Regions from separate parts of the Arachis hypogaea genome. Here region 2 is linked to region 1. A link is a contact called in public Hi-C data. All regions are on one chromosome and are shown on one strand. The core of a region is the stretch at or near the end of the contact, and the rest is flanking DNA. Distances in the headings are between cores, read along the strand shown.

Region 1 (4,329 bases), core at 771-3,270:
GTAAACTTGACGGACCCAATTTTTATATAAAATAAGTTTGAAATAATTTGGGAGTCCAGAAACCAAGTTATGGCTTGCTGAAGTTCAATCAAAAATCAAGTTTTTACCAAACTTCTAAACCTCTATTTCACTAATTTCCTTTACCAAAACCAAAATTCTACATTTCAAAATGACTCCAAACTTACCCAACACAGCTCTATATTCAATCACAACTAACCTTGCCTCAATTTGAACCACTTCACTCCACAAATCCTCAAATGTACAACCACAATTATCAATTTATCAACATCCATATGTTCACATTTATAATCCTCATTCATTAGCATCAAAATCATCATTATATTAACCGTTTGTTATCTTAGAGGATTTAATTAATACTTTTTTTTAAAATTAATTAGTCCAAAATCAATATCTTCATAGATCTAATTGTCACTTTACTCTTAATTATTAAAGAGATTATTAGGTGTCGAATGGTTTTTAAAAACATTATTTCCTATTTATTATAATATATTTTGGAGTAAATATCCAATATGGTCTTTGTCCATTTTCACAAAGGACAAAGCGATTCCTGTCCAAAAAAAGGGACACTTCGACCCTCAACCTTTTTATTTTGGGATAATACGATCCTTCTGTTAAAAAATTCGTTAAATAATAACAAAAATTAGTTTTGTGAGGGGTTTTATTTGTATTTTGTGGAGGTTTTAAACCTCCACAAACTATTAATAAGTTTGTTTTTAAAAAATTCCTTCACTAATGGTGGTTAAGTGAAGAAAAATTATTGATGAAAATGATGCCGTAAAAAAAAAAATTGTAGTATAAATACCTTTTAAAAGAAGAAAATAATATCGAATAAGAAATGAAGAAAGAGAACTTTAATGTTGATAATATTGGTATTGGTGATGATGACGATAGAGAAGATGGTAGAGGAGATAATAATGATGATAAAGTAATAAAAATAATAGAGGTAAGAGTGATAATAATGAAGATAAAGAAGGTAATAGTAGTAATTGGTTAAATTGTTGAAAAAATTTTTGTGAAAGTTTAAAACCCTACAAAATACAAATAAAATACTCTACAAAACTAATTTTTATTATTATTTAATGAATTTTTTAATAAAAAAATTATATTATCCCAAAATAAAAAGATTAAAAATCGAAGTGTCCATTTTTTCTTGAACAAAAATCGCTTTATCTTTTATAAAAATGGACAAGGATCGAATTAAATGTTTACTCTATATTTTGAAAACCTATTACACCCGTATCATTGTGTGCATGAAATAATATATTAATCTTAAATTTTAAAGGGAAATACTTTTTGAGTACGGGTATCATTGTTAATATTTTTAATTTATTAATTATTCAATACTGTGATGCGATTATATTTAATTTTGGTTATTTTTTTCCAAACAACTAAATTGATTTCATTCATATTAATAATATAGGAAAGAAAAGAGCAATGCTATATATAAATATAAAACCGCCAACTTATTAGTTTTTACATTTTGGTTAATATTTGGTTAATAAAAATATTTTTATATTAAATTTTAAATTCTAAATTATAATCATAAATTTTAATAATATAAAAAACATTAATTTAAATTATTGGGTAATATTAATAAAAAATATTTGATTCCTACCTGATAGTTTTCTAATTTAATTGCTGCTTCTAATTTCAAATATATAAGTATAACATAATACAAGAGATTCCTGAAAAAAAGAACTTATAATATAACTCCATAAAAACGAAAACGACACAGCTATATTATATATTGATGATATCAGAAAAATAGTCCATAGTGGTGGATTATTTGAAAAGATAATGCAGGCACCAGAACTATAGGTTTGGTAAGCTTTCACACTCAATTCTAATTTGGTTTAAATGTGTATAAACATGTTAATCTTTGTTATCCATTCGCTAAATTCTTTATTTTTAATTAACTAATGACCTGAACTTTCTCGTTATTTTATTTGCAATTGTAGTCCCTTATTTGACCAATATCAATGACTAAGGGTTATTCTTTGTACTAGTGCACATGGATCATATTTTTAGATATAGCTATATATAATTTATATAATATACGTCATGTATGATATCAATCTTCTAAAAAATTTAAACTAATAAAAGATAATATAGATGATGGTATCTTAAATACTTTTTTTTTATTTATCTTATATTATTTTTTTTACTTCATTAAGTATTAAATTTTAGACATTTTGAATATAAAAAATTAAATGATATCAATTCTCTAAAAAATTTAAATTAATATAAAGAGATAATATAAATGATTATATCTCTAATAATATAAAAATATAAAATCAACTATAGTACATAGATGAAAATGTTGTGTACAAACAATAATTTTTAGGGTCATCCTACGATGCTGAGAGGAATTTTTTTTTCTGCTGTTGCTGAAAGTATGTGGCATGGTGAAGGAGAGGACACGTGGTTCTGCTGCCCCCAAACTGCCGATAATTTTTGCGCCAAAACTGATGGTGATGTATGCTGAAAATTTAGTTAGATGATAATAATCTTTTGTTAATGATACCAGTTATGTTATTGGGCCTATTTTTGAAGATCCGGTAAATATTTGATCTCATTATTTTTTGTTATGTTATGGAACAAAAATAAAGTAAACATAATATATATCACACTGAATTACGGTTTTTGTTTTACGTTTTGGGCCATAAAATATGTTTCTGGACATCATAAAAATACTATTATAGTAGTAATAAACAATAAAAATATAAAACCAAAATAATAATAATAATAATAATAATAATAATAATAATAATAATTAAAAAAAAAAGAGAAGACAGCTCTAAAATTAAGGATTCAGGATACAAAGAAAGAAAATGCTTTTTACTGGTCTATGTTGTTGTAAAGCCCATGTTATTTAGTTCTGAATTTTTTTTTGGAATAAAAATTAATAACTTTATTTATTTTTTAAAAAAAGAATATTTGTTTAAATTAACTCTTTCTGTTTAATTATTTTTAATTTTGAAATTAAATAAACTGAAAAATTTAAATAGTAGTATTTTGAGTTTAAATATAAATTTTGAAAGTTTTTGTTAAAGCGAAAATCTATATTTAAACTTTAAACAATTTAAAATAATTCGAGGTATGAAATCTTAAATTTTTTGTATTTGGATTCAAAATGTTGTATTTTAAGACGGTTCTGAAAAAACGTACTGGGCTGATCAGTTCAACCACTGTAACCATGAACCAGCAACAATGTCAATAAATTGGAGAATCTAAAAATCGATTCGAATCGGTCGACGAACCGTAAACCAAGAAGAAGAGTGGTTCGAATAATAGGTAAAACCGCAATCAAACAGATAAACCGGTCGGTCGAATAAATTTTTAAAAACCTTATTTTTAAAAATTTTTTAATTTAAACATAGTTTTCCGCTTTAACATAGACTTTCAATAGTTATATTTAAACTCAAAATACTACTATTTAAAATGTTCAATTCATTTAATTTAAAAATTAAAATTTATTAAACTTGAAAAATTAAATATCTAAATAAATAATTTTTTCAGAAAAATAAAAGTTATTAATTTTCTTTAATCCATAGAACAAAATTTTAAAACAAAATAACATGGGCTTTGAACAACATAGAGCAATAAAAAGCACATTTTCCTTTTATACCCTAAATCTTTAACTTTAAACCTGTCTTCTATTTTTTTTAAATATTATAACTATTATTATTGTTATTATTTATTTTCTTCGGTTTTATATTTTTATTATTAACAGTATTTTCATTATCCAATTTCATGTTTATATCCAAAAAAGTATTTTATGATCCAAAACTTTAAACAAAAAAAACGAATTTCAGTGTCACATATTATGTTCACTTCTTTTTTGTTCAATAACACAACAAAAAACAGCCACACTTAAATGTGACTTCCAATACTTGCCGGATCCTCAAAAATAGGCTAAATAATTTAACTAGCATCATTTACATAATATTATTATCATCTAACCAAATTTTCGGCATACATCACCAACTGATCACCATCAGCTTTGGCGCAGCAAATGTCAGCACTTTGGAGACAATCAAACTACCAAAAGAAAAAAATTTTTTCACCACCCTAGTAATGGCCTAATCTTTATAGGCTATGAATGGAGGTGTTGGATTTCTTGGGCTTTCATTGGCTTGAACCACATGAAGTAAATCAAACATACATTCACTTGCTTGCTGTGAGAAAGTTGGATTGTTGGAAAGTGGTCTCCTTCCTGATTTCCATGCACCCTTCATTCTAATCTTGCAAAATATGATGTGTCTAATATCTAATATGATGTATTTAATTCTAATTCAACTATTGACT
Region 2 (4,329 bases), core at 783-3,282, 54 kb after region 1:
AATATATTTAACATTAGTTATTTTATTACGTTTAAAATATTTTTATCATTTATAAAATAAATGATATTTTTGTCAGTATTTTCAAAAACTTAAAATAATTTTAATAATTTACTCTTTGCTTGTATTAATCTTATATATCCACTTTTGTAATTTTCTAGAAAATTAATGTCTAAAATCATATTTATTTTGATTTTCATTCTTAAAAGCTCTCGTTTCCGTAAGCAGCCGCTTGCTGAATTGCCGGAATATGGGCCAGTGGAGGTGTAATCAAGGATGGAACCACCAAGAGTCAGTAATAAGGAGAGCTTTTACGTTTTAGTACTCTTGATCTTGAAAGCAATCAATTTCAGTTTCTTTACCACTGTATCAGTTTAAATTAGTGTGAATTACCAAGCATGTAAAGAAAGAATACTAAAGGAAAGGAACAAATTTCTCTTAATTTCATTTAAAAAGTATATAATAAAAAAATATATTTATGATATTAATTTAAAAAATAAAAATAATTCATTCCCATACACAAGTCCGTAAGGTTTAAAATGGCTTGAAAATCGAGCATAATAGCTGATGAAATAGGAGTACATGGCAGTACTCAAGATTTTCTCGTTCCATTGGAAATTGTTCCTTTCATTGATACACTCACATTCTGACGTATTGCTTGCTATCTAGTTCACTACGGTAAACAACACACACATGCAATGAAAGCAGAAATTCAAATCAATAATAACCTTTCATTCAAACTTTGTTAATTAAAATAATAATTTTATTGCATGTTGGGCGTGGTCCTTCGATTTTCACCACGCAAGCATACCTATTATCTCTTTTTCATTTCCCAAAAAAAAATTGAAATAAGGAGAAGTGGATGAAGAAGAATAAAAAAAAATTTGCAATTATTTATCAACCTCTCGTAATAATATTTTGATCATCTAACTCGAGCAAAAACATATATATTTTACTGAAAAGAAATAAGAGTATCCTTCTGTAGCTGGTCTCTATTTATACACACACACCAATCTTTCTTCTCACATCTTCTTCATTCACAAATCATAAGGCATAAGTCACACTCAGAAAGAGAAGAATAAGCTTAGCATCCTAGCTAACCTAATGGAAACAAAAACAGAGCATGATCTGTTGTTGGCAGATATGGAGAAGCAAGAACCAGAAGGGTGGACATGTGGCGGAATCTCGGAGGTGATGAAAGAATCAAGGTCTCTAATGGAGTTAGCCCTTCCCATAGCACTAACATCGCTCATTTTCTACCTCCGCTCCATAGTCTCCATGCTCTTCTTGGGCCACCTCGGAGAACTCCAACTAGCTGCCGGCTCGCTCGCCATAGCCTTCGCCAACATCACCGGCTACTCTGTCCTCTCCGGCCTCTCCCTCGGCATGGAACCACTCTGCTCCCAAGCCTTTGGCGCCAAAAACACCAACCTCCTCTCTCTAACCCTCCACCGCTGCATCATCTTCCTCTTAGTGTCTTCCATTCCAATCTCAATCCTCTGGCTGAACATCAACACTATCTTCATCTTCCTCCACCAGCTACCCCAAATCACCCAAATGGCACAAACCTATTTGATGTTCCTCCTCCCTGACCTCGTAACCAACTCCTTTCTTCACCCAATCAGAATCTACCTTCGTGCACAGGGTGTCACCCGCCCTGTCACGCTAGCATCTCTCTTCGGAATGTTTGCTCACTTGCCCTTCAATTTCTTCTTCGTTAAACGCCTACGTTTTGGCCTCGCCGGCGTTGCTGCAGCCTCCGCTGTCTCCAATTTCTCCATCCTTCTGTTTCTGGTTGTTCATGTCTGGATAAGTGGGGTCCATGCTGACACGTGGATGAAGTTGAGCCGAGACTCTTTCTCCGGCTTTAAGCCACTCATTCGGCTTGCTGCGCCGAGTTGTGTGTCAGTTTGTCTAGAGTGGTGGTGGTATGAGATCATGATTGTGCTTTGTGGACTCCTTGTGGATCCCACTGCCACCGTGGCATCCATGGGTGTGCTTATTCAGACCACGGCATTAATCTACGTGTTTCCGTCTTCGTTGGGCTTTGCAGTCTCAACACGTGTTGGAAACGAGCTCGGGGCAAACCGACCTGCAAGGGCCCGCTCTCGGCTGCTATTTCGATTTTTTTTGCAGAAATTTTGGGGTTTGTGGCGGTTATTTTTGCCACTATGATGCGGCATTCGTGGGGGAAAATGTTCACAAATGATGAGAAGATTCTGCGTTTGACAGCGGCTGCACTACCAATTCTCGGGCTATGTGAGCTCGGCAATTGTCCGCAGACGGTGGGGTGTGGTGTCGTTAGAGGAACGGCTCGACCCAACGTGGCGGCGAATGTGAACCTTGGTGCGTTTTATTTGATCGGAATGCCTGTGGCGATTGGGCTTGGATTTTGGCTTGATATAGGATTTTGTGGGCTTTGGTTGGGCTTACTTTCAGCTCAAGTTTGTTGTGCTGCACTAATGTTGTATGTTATTTTGACCACCAATTGGAAGAACCAAGCCCAGCGAGCTCAGTTGTTGACATCTGCTGAGGATATGACAATGAATCCAACTGTCTAAAGCGTATCAATGAGACACTTACCCTTCTATCTGATATTTATCATAGTGTAACTTTATCTAATATTTTGATTTTTGTTTTATTATTATTATTATTATTATTATTATTATTATTATTATTATTATTATTATTATCTTCTATAATAGAAAGAAATGTGAATAATTTTTAGTTTGTTCACTCCTTTATTATTGTTATTATTATTATTGAGAGAAATACGAAAGAATACAAATTAGAGATGGATAAATGACCATTTTATCTTTTCTTACATGTACGTACTATTATGTTAACAATTAATTGTGGATAATAATAATAATAATAATAATAATAATAATAATAATAATAATAATAATAATAATAAGATGACAAGTATATTATGATAAAATAGAAAAAAATATAGGTTTAATTTTTTTGTTAACAAACTATTTTTATAAATTATATTCGATAAAGAATATTTAAAAAAAAATTATAGATAGGATAAGATAAATTTAATAGAGAATGAGAGTACGTGGGAGTACATAGTAATTATAAAAAGATGAATTATAAACCAACAAAAAAATATTGAATTAATAAAATTAAAAATAAATAAAATAGTGTAAGTAGAAGAGTGAATTAAACTTTCATTGAATATTAATTATATTAATTTGATTAAATAAATAATTATATTAATTCAAATAAAATATTATTATATTTTTTATTAGCACCAAAAATATATTTAGAGTATGATCATAAAACTTTATTGAGTAGAGAATGAGATTCTCTCGTACTGCATAAATATTAGTACTATATATACTCCATATACTCCATCGTGTTTAAAAAAAATAAAATCTTATTAGATATGATCTATTAAATTTTTAGATTATATTTTAGAAACGTTGCTAAATTAAAAAAAATTAAAGTTAATTTTAATCCCATATGAAATGTGAAAAATGATATCAACCAAATTTCAATCATACTAAAATTTGAAGATGTTTTACATATATTAAGAAGATTGTAAAACCTTCACGTAAAATTTTTTCAACTCTAATACCATTTTCCAAATTCTCCACGTAGCTAACGTGACCAACAGTGCCATCATAGGCATGGTTGCATGGAGGTGGTTCCTCCTCGTAAACCTCTTCTGTATACATAATGCAGCAACGATTTTGTGTCTTTGTAACAACCACTTCTGCAAAATCATCTCCATATGCTATTCCATTATAGTTCATTTGTTATTTTATTACCGTTAATCACTGTCCATCATCATATTTTAGAAATTAAAATAATTGTGTATAATATTACCTTTTAGGAATAAGTGTGTATTCAACAAAAATAATAATTATTATTATTATTTCTTTTTATGAGAGAATAAACTTTTATAATTTATGACAGTGTCTTTAATTAAAACTTATTAGTGATAATGATTGGAAAGAAACTAATATAATATATTTAACTGTTATTTGTACTTTTAAGTTCAGTTTCTTCTCTCCTACGTGACTAAGCTTTCTTTTTAATTTTATTTTTTCTGTGACTCTCATCTTGTTGTATATATAAAAGGGTTTGCAATAGCTATAGTTAGACCGATGAGCATTCTAAAATACAATTGACAATTCAATTCTTCACTTTTTTCTGTTTTTATTTCAACTGCATTTGTAATTACTTTAGTATGGTATCAAGAGTTTAAATCTTGATTACTCGACCCTTCTTTCATTTATCATGGCCATCACACCTTCAAATCTTACTGCCTTCACACAAAATCTCTTCTCTATCCCATCCCTGATAAGCTTCATGAAAACA

The links. Hi-C and Micro-C count contacts between places; a contact is called where the count stands out from the background.
Region 2: a Hi-C map of an unstated tissue shows a contact between it and region 1, with 4 times the contacts expected there. The contact joins two enhancer-like sites. A contact is called at or near these places in 2 of 8 Hi-C or Micro-C datasets (leaf and an unstated tissue).

Annotation. Positions count from the first base shown.
Region 1 is chr15:149,977,556-149,981,884 of arahy.Tifrunner.gnm2.J5K5, forward strand. No RefSeq gene overlaps it. Among protein-coding and RNA genes, the nearest start is that of LOC112751279, 15 kb to the left of the region's middle. Within about 2 kb of position 2,021, at least 3 of the 3 cell types and tissues checked have open chromatin away from gene starts, as enhancers often do.
Region 2 is chr15:150,031,694-150,036,022 of arahy.Tifrunner.gnm2.J5K5, forward strand. It overlaps the pseudogene LOC112751281. Among protein-coding and RNA genes, the nearest start is that of LOC112747240, 33 kb to the left of the region's middle. Within about 2 kb of position 2,033, at least 2 of the 3 cell types and tissues checked have open chromatin away from gene starts, as enhancers often do.